Regions from separate parts of the Rattus norvegicus genome. Here region 2 is linked to region 1. Evidence: chromatin contacts called from public Hi-C data. All regions are on one chromosome and are shown on one strand. Each heading gives the region's core, a stretch centred on a gene start, on an enhancer-like site or on the middle of the called end of the contact. The rest is flanking DNA. Distances are from core to core; before and after follow the strand shown.

What was found. Hi-C and Micro-C count contacts between places; a contact is called where the count stands out from the background.
Region 2: a Hi-C map of the Rat2 cell line shows a contact between it and region 1, with 2.5 times the contacts expected there. The contact joins two enhancer-like sites. A contact is called at or near these places in 2 of 12 Hi-C or Micro-C datasets (the Rat2 cell line and psoas muscle).

What each region holds. Positions count from the first base shown.
Region 1 is chr6:45,334,785-45,342,112 of GRCr8, forward strand. E2f6 (E2F transcription factor 6) reads left to right here. Exons shown (of 7, transcript NM_001100717.2): 6 at 451-598; 7 at 1,273-2,651. The coding sequence ends at 1,292. Among named protein-coding and RNA genes, the nearest start is that of E2f6, 17 kb to the left of the region's middle. Within about 2 kb of position 4,212, at least 7 of the 93 cell types and tissues checked have an H3K27ac peak or open chromatin away from gene starts, as enhancers often do.
Region 2 is chr6:45,380,002-45,386,975 of GRCr8, forward strand. No RefSeq gene overlaps it. Among named protein-coding and RNA genes, the nearest start is that of Rock2, 25 kb to the right of the region's middle. Within about 2 kb of position 3,515, at least 48 of the 93 cell types and tissues checked have an H3K27ac peak or open chromatin away from gene starts, as enhancers often do.

The sequences.
Region 1 (7,328 bases), core at 2,962-5,461:
ATTTATTTAATGCACTTCTCTTTGTGTGTGGTGTTTCAATTACATGAGGCTTGTTTTGGTTTCATCTTTTCCTCTGACATCCTCTGACTGGACAGAAGAACAGCCTCCCATGACCTCTACCTCTGCGCTGGTTTGGAAACCTAAACACCTTATTGTACGACAGTTGGTACTCCAGAGCTCCCGACGCCAGAGCTCTCGTCCTTCCTCGGAGGACTCTGGAGTTTGAAGAACTCAGCTATCGTGTGTGTGGTAGCTCCAAGACTATTGCTGCAGGCATGATCAGGGAGAGATCTTAACTGAATTGGCCAGTAGTTTAAAATGTAGTCACAGTCAAAAGCGTGCTTTTCTCAAGTTCATGATAGAAAAGAAACTACAAGAATTAAATTAACTGAAAAGCCACGATTAGGGGATGTCAACGCTCACCTTGACAGTTTCTGTGTCCCTTGCTAGGATTCTATCACAGTGCATATCAGGAGCACCAAAGGACCCATTGATGTTTATTTGTGTGAAGTAGAACAGAACCACTCAAATGGTAAAACAGCTGATGGAGTAGGGGCCTCTCCATCTGACAGCAAACATCTACAAAGCCCAGAGAAAGGTAAACATGCCCATTTTGTGATTAGAGAAATATCGAGGTTCTAACAGTCCATTGTATATAACTTGAACATATATCTCTTAAGTGTTTTATGATTTGTCTTTATTTTTAGTTGTGTGTATGTTTGTGTGTGGGAATGTGCACACAAGTGCAGGTGCCCTTGGAGGTCCAAGGCATTGAATCCCCTGGAGCTGGAATTACAGGCACTTGTGAGGGATAGGTACTAGAAAAGGAACCATGGGGCTCAGGGAGGGCAGTGACGCTCTTCACTGCTGAGCCATCTCTCCAGCCTGTGTTTAAGATATTTTTATGCCTCCTGTATTCCATGCATTTCTGAAATCCCAGCACAGGGGAAGCTAATACATGAAGATCCAAATTGCAATCCAGCCTCAGCTACATCGTGAGAGCCTGTCTCCACATTCCACATCCTTGTAATACGGTTTTGTGGGGCCACCAGCTGTTGGACTCTGGGCAGAGAGGGTTTCCGGGCCGTCAGGCAGGCACTTTCCAACCACAGGTTGGATTACCCATTTGTTCCGTGGACCTCATAAGATCATTTCTGTTGTTGGTGTGAGAGTAGGTCCTTAAGCAGAGGATTTCATCTCTTTAAATTGTTGATTTGTGCGCTCAGCTGTGATTACAGCCTTCCCTCAGTGTTTCTTTGTGTATCATTTCAGAAGACAAGCCTCTTCAGTGAGTGAAGATTTCTCAGAGTGAGCGGCTGATAGCAGTTCAGTGATGAAGGTCTTTGGATCATGCCCCGTGGGTGAATCATGTGCCCCATCCCGAGTGGGTGAATCATGTGCCCGTCTGATCCTCAGCAATAAGTCTCCTTGGAGTGCCCTTGTGACCGACCTTATTCTAGACTTGTAGCAGCACTGAAGGCCAGTAGTGTCCTCCCACATAGCCTCAAGCACAGGTTCCCGATGGCTTCCCCATTCAGAATCAGCTCCTTTGATAATTCTTCACTGCCTTTTGTCAGTGAAATAGACCTCTTGCCTCCTAAAATCATCTTATAACAAAGACTAGCACAAGGACAGACAGCTGGCCAGCTGGTCGTGGACTGTGCCCTGACGGATATAGATAGTGTCCGCTTCACAGGAGAATTGCCTTACACTGGTTCACATTTGCAGTTAGGTGTCGTGCACTGGTGAGGTGTACGCACAGGACCAAATGTGGCACCTTTGTCCATATGTGTATCATGTGTAGTTTGTTTATGAAATATGTCTAAGTGACACTTCCACCCTAGAACACCCAAAATAATGTATGTAGGAAAAATGACCAACAGATGGCTAGTCCCTCAGTTCCTGTAACTTATTAGAACCCTCTGGATGGGGGTGAGAGGAGTTTTCTAAAGTTTTACATGTAGAAGTTTCACAGATGCCTGTACATTTAGGTTATATACTTAAAGTGTTTTAATACGGTCTGCAGTGCTACAATTGAAGCCACATACTCCTGATTTTAAGCTGCCTACAGAGTCATGCCCCAGTAGATTGATGGCATGCCTCAAAAGCACTGGGGGCAAGTACAGAATTCTGTCTGGCAACAGATCAGTTCACTACAATGTGAATTTGGTCCTGGTGATATTAAAAGCATTATTGTGCTTTTCATGAGCAGATTTTATAATGTGTTTCCGTGTGTAGCCTTGCTCCTCAGTCAGAGGACCTTACCTCCTGTGCATTGTACCCCGCTCCAGCTCTCATCCCGCCTTCCCAGTCACCTAGCGCTCTCTACCTCAGTGGGTAAGTCATTTACCTCTCTGTGCCTCAATCAACTCAGTAATTTACCACTAGACTGTGAGCTCCGCGAGAGACATTTGTTCATAGTCGCTCTCAGCGCCCTGTACCACGCCTAGTCCAAAACAAGCGCCCAGTGAATGTCCAGCAAACTCATGAATGGGCGAGTGCAACGTGGGGCTGATGGAACCTGGTTTGTGCAGAAGTCTGGGAGCATCCTTAGTGTGTTAAACCTCTCCTGCTTTACAAGAGATTTGAAGCAGCCTGAAATAACAATCATGTATACAAAGTAGGGATCCAAAATTAAAGTATTAAAAAAATAGTGCTGCCTGCCTGGTGTTTCTTATTCCCACAGTCTGAGCCTGGTGATGGCTGCTGCTGTATGTAAGATTCCTGGAAACTACCGCGTTTGGCCTCCAGAGGTTCCTTCTTCCTTATGTATTAAAGGTTGTTTGAAATTAGCCAAGGAAAGGCCTAGAGCGGTGGTTCTCAACCTTCCTAATGCTGCAAGCCTTTATACAGTTCCTCAGGTTGTGGTGACCCCAACCATAAGATTAATTTTGTTTTTACTTCATAACTAATGTTACTACTGTTATACATTATTATGTAAATATCTGTTCTCTGATGGTTTTAGGTGACCCCTGTAAAAGGGTTATTGGACTCCCAAAGGGAGGGAGAACTGCTGGCTTAGAAGATGCTCCATTTCCTCATTGGATTGGTGAAATGATTTGATAAGATAAGGAATAATGCAAGAGAAATAGCAAATGAGTAACATTTATACTTCAGACATGTTGGGTGGAAGGGAAAGTTGTGGAGTTAAGTATTAATAAATCCAACCATGGGGTTGCTTCCTGCCTTGATGGTTTATGCTCCCAAATGAAAGACACACGTACAGCCTTGATATCTTAATATGCCTATGGAGCACAATATCTAAGCAGCTTCCTGGCCTCCATGCTGTTAGAATCCACCTCCCAGAGATAGGCTGCTCTAGACCCAGTTGGGCAGTCCTCTGGGCCGTGCTCTCCCAGCTCCTTCACATGATGGCCATGCCTCTCTGTCCCATCCTCTTCTCACGCATGGCGTCTCCTCTCCTCTCTACACTCTCCCAGTATGGTGGGTCTCTCCCTCTTTCTCCTGGCCCCAAGCCCGGGAATCCTAAAATCCTGTCTCTCTCTGCCCTTCCAGCTATTGGCTTTATTTACCAATCAGAACCAACTAGGGGCAGGTTCTAAGAAGCTATAGGCAGATCTTGTCATGCAAACAATTTTGGGGGGAACATAATTAGCATTTGTAATACAAGCAGCTACTGAAAGTTCTGGCATCTGTGTGTAGAGGTCTTCCCACCCCCAGGAAGAGCTGAGCTTTGTAGAGTGCATGGCAGATCTTGGTTCATGTGTGGTGGTTAGAACCAGGCGAGGAGAGGACTTCATCTGATGAGAGTATCAGCAAAGAGGAGGATTCCAGCAGCAGCGAGGTCTGGAGAGCACAGAAGAAAAAATAATGAAGGGATGGCCGTTGCATAGCTCTGGTATCCCTTGGAAATGCTAGCACCGACTGTGGTCCTCTTAGTGACATGACACTAGACAAATCCAAACCCATCAGAGACTGGAACATCAACTAGACGAAGGAGTCCAAGTCCAACACAGGTCCAAATTCTTTCCTGGTTTCTACTCCCAGCTGTAGGAAGACTGATAGAAGTTGAAACTGGGAAGAGGGCACTACCTCATGCCTTCAATTCTACTGCTACCGGATAGTTGCCCAACCTGCACCAGCAAGGGAAGGATAGGGGGTGTGGTTTGCAGAGCCCCACTCCAGGGCCACAGATCAGGAGGAAAAAGGGTGAACTTGGACATGAGAAACAGAAGGAAATATTCAGCATTCCTTTCCCACTCAAGACGGCTCCATGGGGTGGCAGTATCGGCTCTGTCCCGGGCTCACTGCCACAGATGCATCTTACAAATAGAAATGACTGATTTAAATAATAAAATTCCCCCGTGGCTCTCATTCTGGAATCCTAAGTTGATTTCGGAGTCCAAATTGTTACAGACACGAATTGTTTCTCAAGAGATTTTTCTCTCTGTACCATGCATCCACAAGACACAAGAGCCACAATTGGCCTTGAGGCCTGAGAGCCTCGTGGAACAGATCCTCTGCCAATCCCCATGAGGCATAAAATGTGTCAAATTTTTAGCTGCAGTATCACTGAGCCATCTTATAATGTGTATGGGGAACAGCAGCCTTCTGCATGCAGCCCAAAGATAAAGAATAATCTAGTCAGAACATCTCATCAAGCCAGAGTTTAAATAAATCCCTTGGCAAACCTGAAGCTGTTGTCAGTTGCTTCTAGTCAACAGGGTTGAAATAGTGATCACTCAGCAAAATGGCTGAATCCAGTTGTCCACACATAGTATGAATGGAATCCAGCACACAGTGTGTGGTTACCATCTAGTCAGTGTGTGGTTACCATCTAGTGTGGAGTTAATTATTCAGATTCTAAACAGATACCTCTAGGGAATAACATGGCATGGATTGTCTTTTTGTTTTTTCTTGAGACAGTTTCTCTGTGTAGCCCTGGCTGTCCTAGAACTGACTCTAAGTCAGGTTGGCCTGGTATCTTTGCTGTAGCCACTTCTGGATTTGTGAATGTGTTACCTCAACATCCCTTTTGGCTAGCACAGCCTTCTAGCTTCTGAGTTATTCATTTCTTATAACAACGTGCCTCTGTGGTTTTCTCTGGAAGGATACTGTACCTGTGCCTGCCTCTGCCTAAGGCACACACCTCTACACCCAGCTTAACTTGGATTTTCAACAGGTGTTTTCAGATGCCATTTCGGTTAATGAGAGAAATGCCTTGTAAGCATAGGACCTATTTTTATTGGATTCTCAGCAAATGCATACACACACATGCATGCCAGCAGTGGGATCCCTAGGACTCACTGACCAGCCAACATAGCCATTTAGTGAAACCCTAGCCAACGAGAGGCCCTGTCTCACAAAACAAGGTGGGCAGCTCCTGAGGTGTGACATCAATGAGTGTCCTGTGGTACACACACACACACACACACACACACACACACACACACACACACACACACACAGAGAGAGAGAGAGAGAGAGAGAGAGGAGGAAGATAATATGAGTATCAGACACTAAGCTGATAAGATAGCTCAGCTTCTTACAAGCATGAAGACTTCAATTTGGTTCCCAGTACCCGTATAAAAAGGGTTAGATACAGTGGTGAACATTTGTAATCCTATTGGTGAGGTGGAGAGAGGAGGAACCCTAGGGCTTGCTGGCTAGCAAGCTTAGATGGCCCAGCAGGTTCCAAATTAAAGGTCCAATTTCAAAAATAAAGTGGACAACACTTGAGACATGACATCCAAAGCTGACCTCTGCCTTCCACACTGCACATGCATATGTACCTGCAAACACACGTGCACCTGAATACATATGAAGACACACACTCACGAAAGCAGACAGTATTATGTTTTTGTGGTTTGACTGTTTCCCATACGCTCCCATGTTTGAACACGTCCAACTGGTGGTGCCATTTGGGAAGGCTGTGGGAGGTGGAGCTTTGCGGAAAGTTCTTCGACCACGGGATTTAGCCTCACTATTCATGCTGCTTGTAGCTGATTGTGGATGCAGTGTGTCCAGCCGACTTCCTGCTCCTGCAATCACGCCTTCCCCGCCTGCTTCCATACCTTCACCGTTGTGGACCATATTCCCCAGGAAACAGTAAACAAAAATAAACCCCAAAATTGCTTGTGTGGGGTCTTTTATGACAGCAAAGACCAAGGAACTAAGACTCTTGCCTATGAGCAAGTTTTGTCTTCCAGAACCTCCTATGCAGAGACTTCGGTTGTCACAATGGTCCTTGAACAGGAAGTAGCATCTAATTTAGATGTCTTAGACATACATGGCCAGCAGGGTTATAGATAAACCCATCCTTGGTACCAAGTACAGTATCCTTCCAGGGAAAACCACAGAGGCAAGTTGATACAAGAAATTAAGCTAGAAGGCTGTGCTAGCCAAAAGGAACGTTGAGGTAACACACTCATAAATCCAGAAAAGGCTACAGCAAGAATACCGTAACCCAGGTATCAGGAGAGTCTCCACACTGCTGGCTCTGAAACTCCAGGAATAGCAGCCACATAACACCTTGGACCTCTGCTGGACTTGGACTCCTTCATGCAGTTGGTGCTCAAGTCTGATGGACCGGGATTTGTCTAGTGTGCATGTCACTGAGGACCACAGTCAGTGCTAGCATTTCCAAGGGATACCATAGCTACTATTTACTGCAGCTGCTGGGAGAATCTGGAAGGAGCTGTTGTTAACTCTTGTTGCCATAGGAAGACTGATAGAAGCTCGAACTTGGAAGAGGGCTCTACCTCATGCCTTCCATTCTACTGCTACCAGGTAGTTGCCCAACCTGCACCAGCAAGGGACGGATAGCGGGTGTGGTTTGCAGAGCCCCACTCCAGGGCCACAGATCAGGAAGTAAAGGGTGAACTTGGACATGAGAGACAGAAGGAAATATTCAGCATTCCTTTCCCACTCAAGATGGCTCCATGGGGTGGCGGTGGCGGCTCTGTCCCGGGCTCACTGCCACAGACACATCTTACAAATAGAAATGATAAAATAGAACTGATTTAGATGATAAAATGCCTTCGAAGTTCACATTCTGGAATCCTAAGTTGATTTCCGAGTGAGTCCAAATCAACGCGGACATGAATTGTTTCTCAGAGACTTTTTTCCCATAGCATGTTTTGTCCCATGATCCATACCCCGCTCTCAGGGAACCCGGCCACTTGCCTCATCTCATTTTTCTCTCTGATGATTGGGATGAGACTTGGCAGTAACAGCATAAGGTTCATTCACCTCCAGGATCACTTCGTTCTCTGAATTTTTCTCAGCGCACACACCCATATGCCCTCAAGCCACATCCCCCTGCCCTACACGCTGGGCTGCCAGACAGTGGTGTCTATGAAGGTGGT
Region 2 (6,974 bases), core at 2,265-4,764, 45 kb after region 1:
AAGTCTCACAGACAAGACTATTTGTTCAAAGGGTTTTAAAAACACATCCTATTAAGATACCTGCAATGGCCAAGCACTCTACATTTGGCACTCTAAAAAGAGTCCTGATTCTCCTCATTGACCTTGCTCCTGAAGACATCATAAGGTAGCTCTAAGCAAGGAAGTTTAAGGTAGGAAGGGAGCTGGGTCCCTAAGTAGGGGTTCCACAGCTAGAGACAACTTCTGGGGAGAAGAGCCCATCAAGGACAACCACCCTCTCACCCACACCCCACCTCTGTCCCCCTCCCCTATCTCTGACCTCAGTGCCTGCTTTGATCTCCTCTGCATTCCTTTGCAAATCACTTCCCACCCACGGCTTCCAAAGCTTCCTAACAGCACTTGAATAGAGACCCTGAGATTCTGAACAAGGGGAAGACAGACTTCCTGCATAGAGCCCGTTGCCTGTTCTCTGGAGGTTGCAGGTTCCCTGCACTGACCATCTGTGGGCAATTGAGGATCCCCCCCCACCCCACCCCACCCCCGTGTGTATACATCTATGTGAAGGTGTGCTCACCTGAGCTCTCCTGTGTGGAGGTCAGAGGTCAACTTCAGCATCTTCTATTGTTCTATACCTCAGTTTTAGTTTTCAAGACAGGGCCTCTATGATACCTGCCACTTGCCTCTGTTTCAGCTAGACTGGTAGGCCAGCCTGGGATCTGCCCCTCTGGCCTGACTCCTTCAGTGCACACTACCACACCCACCTTTTATGTGGGTCCTAGGGATCCAAACTAGGGATCCTCATTCTTGTGCAGCAAGCACTTTACCCACTGAGTCATCTTCCCAGCCCATAATGCCTGAATATTTCCATTACCCTATAAAGAAACCCCATACCCATTTAGCAGTCCATCACCACGCCCCTTCCTGGACCATCTTTTCTTTTTTTTTTTTTTTTTTTTTTGGTTCTTTTTTTCGGAGCTGGGGACCGAACCCAGGGCCTTGCGCTTCCTAGGTAAGCGCTCTACCACTGAGCTAAATCCCCAGCCCCCTGGACCATCTTTTCAACAGAAATAGTTGATTCTACATCAAGTCAGAACTAAGATGGCTTCCTGCTTTATAAAAATCCAGTTGGGACCTGGAACCAGTAAAGACTGGGGCTGAGGTTGGGTCAGCAGCTGGTGGCAAGGATCCTTGGCTGCGGGGTCTCAAAGTTTAGCTGGTAAAGTACCTGCTTATCTTTTGCAAAGCCCAGTACCTTATAAACTTGGCTTGGTGGCACACCTAGAAGCCCAGCATTTGGGAGTGATAGGCAGAAGGATCGAAGTTCAAGAGTGTTCTTAGCTACATAGAGACTTTTCAGCCAGTCAGGACCACGGCGGCACGGATTGTTGGTGTTGGGGGTGGGTCTCAAAGGTGCCAGGGAACTCTCAGGACAGTATAGATTCAGAATCCTCATAGGAATCTCTGGATCCTCAGAGGGCTATGCCCATTACTAGTAGAGCTGCCTCACAAAGGGCAGATAGATCAGCAAGAGCGGGCAGAAAATCGAATGCCGGTCTTCACTCAGGGCCACTGTGTTCTTGAGTGCTACAGTTCTGGATCCAGACCCAGCATGTCTCAGCGCTTTCAACTTTGACACAGTTACTTTGGTCAGAGCCACATGGTCTCATACTGAAGGGAATTGAGCAGAGAGGCGGGCGGGAGGGTAAGCAGGAGAGGGGGTGCTACAGAAATGGAACTCCCCAATTGGTGCTCAGAAGCCAGATCCCAGGAGGCAAAGTTATGTGAAGATAGTCTTCTCTTCTAGTGCTCGAAGCTGTGTGGGCAGGTGACGCTGGGAAGAAAGAGCAAGTGCAGCCTCACTGCCCTCACCTGAATATACAGACACCTAGAGTGTGGCTGGAAACTCCTCAAAGCTCACACAAAGCATCACCAAGTAGTCTACTGTCTCTCTCTGGGATGCAACTGTCCTGCCTGGCTATCTCTGACATTGGTGTGTGCAAGCTTTTCCTCAATAGCTAGCTGTTCCTGTCTCTCAGTATTAGGGGCGGGGGTGAGCTTCAATAGGGAACACTTCCTTTCCAGAAATCTCTGGGCCACCCTGCAAATGGATTCTGCACACACACACACACACACACACACACCCCAGCTCGGCAGACCACTGGGAGGGGCTGGCTGTACAAGTCAAAACTTGTTCACTGTCACAGTGAGGCCACTCAGGACCTGGCAACAGCGACCTTTCTTTGTCCCTCCACATAGCTGTTGCTAGAAATTCCCATTAAAAAAATTTTCCTTCTTAGAATTCTAATAGGGTATTACGTTACATAAATTTCAGGCCCAAGAGAACATTCTGTTTCCAAACGATAGCAGTGTACCTATCAGGAGCTCAAGGGCCTCAAGAGTGACTGGAACAAGAAACAGGGAAACTGTCAGAACATCTCTGGGGTCTGGGAGCCACTGTGAGCTCTTGCAGACAGGCTCCCAAGGCATGTTCACATCTGGTCAACTCAGCTGGCCCTGCCTGGCTTGACCAGCTTCCTCTCTCAAGGGCCTGGAAGAAGTGAAGAAACAAATCACAAATCAGTCAGTAACAAGCAGCTGATTATGGAGCTTGGCTCCATCTCTGGTCCGGGTTTGCTAAAGTGGCGAGAGAGAGAGAGAGGAAGTCCTGCAGCTGTGGGTGGGGCTGGTTTTGAATGAAGGGAATAAGGACTGGGGAAAATGTCTCACATGGTAAAATGCACGAAGACCCAGAATCTACATACAATTTAATAAATAACAATCTAGGCACAGTATTTCATGCTTGTAATCCCAGTGCTGAAGAGGTAGAGACAGAGAGACTCCCGAAGTCTACTGCTTGGTCAGTCTAGTCAGCTCCAAGCCAATGAGATCTCAAAAAACAAGGTGGACAGTTCTTGACAAACAACAGTTGAGGGTGTCTCTGGCCTCTACCTACGGACAAATGGCAAACGCAGGAACGTGAAGGCAATGGGGCAGGGAGGCAGACATCCACTCTCCTCTAGAAAGGTCTGTTGCTTTCACACAGCTGAGTTGCTGCTATGCCTTGTCGTTCCCATGGTAACACCCATTCCTCTTTTAGGAGAAACTGGCTATTGGTCCATAGGGCTTGAATTCCTCTTGGGACCTTGGGGGCTGGTTACCTCTGGAACCCGCTCAGAGCCCCGATAGTTTCAGGAAGAGATACCAGCTCTGTGTAGCCTTGCCCAGGACAGCCACACACCCTCCAGCCAAGTGCAGAGGGTGCCAACTCCACTTCCACACCATGGAGGGGTGCCAGGCAATTCACAGGTCGTCTCTGCAACAGTAACAGTCATAAATACTCAGCTATGAGATGTGCTCTCTTGGCCCTGGGAGGCTTAAATGGGCCTCTTTATTTCCCAGCCTTCCTGCTAAAGGGGGAACACAGTAGAGCTGGGAGGGAGGACATTCCAGAAATACCACAGAGCCCTCAGTGAGCCTGCTAGAGGAAGCACTTCAGAGAGAGGGAGCAGCAGGAAGGGGCCCAGGCCCCAGGGCCAGTGGCTGCCAGGGAGAGGAGGGCCTGGCCTTGCTCTTAGAGGAACCCCTGGGGCCAGGGCAGGGCTAGCTTCTCATCCAGGCCAGTTTTCCACTACGTCACATCATCTTTGGTTCAAATTGGTGGAATGTTACCGCAATATGGCATCTGAGTGAACTCCAAAGATGTTGTGTTGGTCAAAGATCCCTGGGGGAAGTGGCCCGGATTAACTTAAAACCAAACCATTTTCAAACAGTCTCCACCCAGGTCCTGCTTGTTTACTCAGTGGGGGAAATCCGCCTTCTTCAGGCCTGCAGCTGTTGAGGAGTCCACTGGGGGCACAGTGGTACAAAAGGAAAGAGAAAGCACTCTTCCAGTAGTCGGTTCCTCCCGGTAGTCCGCTCCTCCTGACTAGCTGACATCCTTTTGTTTTCAAATGGTGGAGCTGGGGGTGGAACCCAGAGCCTCAAGTAAACTATGTGAGTCCTCTGCTTGCAGCTACACTCCCAGTCCTAAGTGTAGGGCTGGGTTAGCTATCCCTAGCTACCCGGAGCCTATGCTATTCATCCTGGGGTGAGAGCTGATTGGTAAAGTGCTTGCTTTACAATCATGAGGAACAGAACCCACATTTAAAAAAAAAAAAGCCATACTTGGTGGTGCATCCCTGTAATCCAGCAATGGGGAGATGGTAAACAAGACTCATTGGGAAGCTCTAGACCAACGAGAGAGCTCTGCCTCAAAAAAAAGATAAGGTGGACAGTCCCAAGGAATGACAACAGAGATTGCCTTCTGTCCTCCATATCTACTTGTATATAAAAGTACATGATGTGTGTACATAAACACACAGACACACACACACACACACACACACACACACACACACACACACACAAGAATACAAAGGAATCATGGGTAAGAGAGATCGCTCGTGTGCAAAGGTGTTGTCCACCAAGCCTGACAACCTGAGTTCAATCCCTGGGCCCCATATGGTAGGAGAAAACCAACTCCAGAAAGTTGTTCTCTGACTTCCACATGTGCATATAAATATAAATAAATAAATAGAAAGAAAGAAGGAAGGGAAGAAAGGGAGGAAGGAAGGAAGAAAGAAAAGAAAAGAAAAGAACAGGAACATCATACAACTTTGTGTTACATTTTGTGTTGCTGGGAATCGAGCCACTGGACAATATACTCAACCCCTGACTGAAATATCTATGTGACCTCCTTTGTCTTGAGAAAGCCATGGGGCATCTCCTTGGGTAAAGCTTTCCCCATGGGGATGACGTAAACACTCATGCATGCACATGCATGAACTGCCCTTTCCCTAAGTCTCAGGAAAATCCCAGTTTTTACATCTAATCTTCGTATTGGTTTATGGGAGCTGATGTCCTTTGAGCATGAGACTGAGGTGGGAGACAGCCCTCCCACTTGCAACTTCTTTGTTCCCTGTCAACAAACAGGGTGGGAAATTTGGGCTTACTGTCAGGAGGTCCAAGAATGGGACTCCAGCTTGTGTAGGGCTGTGCTACCTATTTCAGGAATGGGACATCTGAGTCACCGTTTTAATCAAACACAGGTGTTCTCAGCAGCCCTCACAGCTGAGTAATGTCACTGAGGGGCTCATCGCACTGGCTCCACTGTCTGAGGGCCCTAGTAAAGAACTAGGAGAAAAAGAACACAGACGCTTAGGATGGCATCTCCCAGCTCATATCATGGTAAAGTTTACATTGTAGACATTCTGTAGTAAAGCCCAATTTCAAATTCTGATCCCAAGCCAGGTATGGTGATGAGTGTCTCTAATCCCAGCATCTGGGAAACAGAGGCAGGAGGATCAGGAGTTTAAGGCTAGCTTCAGTAAGTTTGGAACTAGCCTGAGCGACATGAGACTTTTACATACATACATACATACATACATACATACATACATACATACATACATACAAATCCTGATCTTAGAACTTCCTATTCTTTCATATTAAAGACAGCTCATTTATCTTAATTTCAGAATCTATGAGAATTCAACTGTTCACAACTACAAGGGAAAGATGGTGACCATTCAACACCCCATATATGTAGGAAGTATTTAGCAAAGTTATGCACTGTTCACTGTTGCTGGTATTTGTTCTTTTAACCATTATTATTCTCTCTCTCTCTCTCTCTCTCTCTCTCTCTCTCTCTCTCTCTCGGCTCTTGCTTGTGGTGTGTGTGTGTGTGTGTGTGTGTGTGTGTGTGTGTGTGTGTGTGTGTTTGTGTGTGTAAGTCTCATAGCTCAAGCTAGTTCCAAACTTACTAAAGCTAGCCCTTAAACTCCCGATCCTCCTGCCCACCTCTGTACCCACCTGTGTGTAGGGGAATGTTTGTGCCAGAGTGCATGTGTGGAGGTCAGAGGACAACTTTTGGAAGTGTCTCTCGCCTTCTACAATGTGGGTCCTGGGGATCAAATCCATTCATGTTTGTCACCAGGCTTGGCAGGAAGTGCCCTTACCTGCTGAGTCATCTCTCAGATCCCTGGAATTCATTCTTGAACTATCCTTTGTAGCAGTTGTATTTTCCAGACCCTGAAGCTGCGCTCCGGAAGATAGGAATTGATTCTTTTGCCTTTGAAATTCTCCAAGAACAGGAAAGTGTGTAGGTAGTTGTCACCAAAGCCCCACCAATCAATCTACCTGCACTTGGGACATCACCCCAACTGCGTTCAAATGTCCTGCAGGTCCAGACATCTGACCCACATCACAGTCATCAGACTGAGATAGAGAGCAAGGAGCAAGAACCCTGGAAAAACACACAGTGCTTAAGCTTAAACATCAGAAGTGCACAGGAACAGAAGTGGACAAGTAGAAGTCCAAGCAAGCATGAACTGAAGATTCCAGAGGAGACTAGCAGTGAGATACGGAGCAAAGAGAAGTCTGCATGAAAGTGTGTCTGCAGGTGTGGGAGGGCAATCTCACACACTCCAGTTCATCAATGGTGTATTGCTGAGGACCTACTCTATGAAAGCACTGGGCTCGAGGCAGCTACAGTGAGGGTGTGACTTGGGAAAACAGACTAAGAAAAGCTTCTTACTTGGTTCCATATGGCACCAGGAGTCAGTGCCAATAACAAGAGCACAGAGGATACCGAGGAAAGAGCGTGAGGCAACGAGAGCCCAGTTGGACCTAGAGGCTGAATAGAGGACTCAGCCTGACCAGTGGAGGAAGAACTACCAACAAAGAGGGTGGTACTTAAAAGATCCAGGGACTCTTGGCTCAAGTGTGTGAGTTGAAGTTTCCAGAAGCCTGCAGCTACTGGTCCTGGCATTGCTCCAGCAGAACCCAGCAGTAGCCTTTGGGAGCCTGCTTTCTGTAGGTGACAGATACTCAGCACTCAGCTGAGGCACAACAGAGGAAAGTAAGAAATGCCCCAGGGATGACAGCAGAAAAGAAAAAATCCACAGGAATGGCTTCATCACGACAAGTTTAGTGCCAGCTTCTGTCTCTTGTTTTCG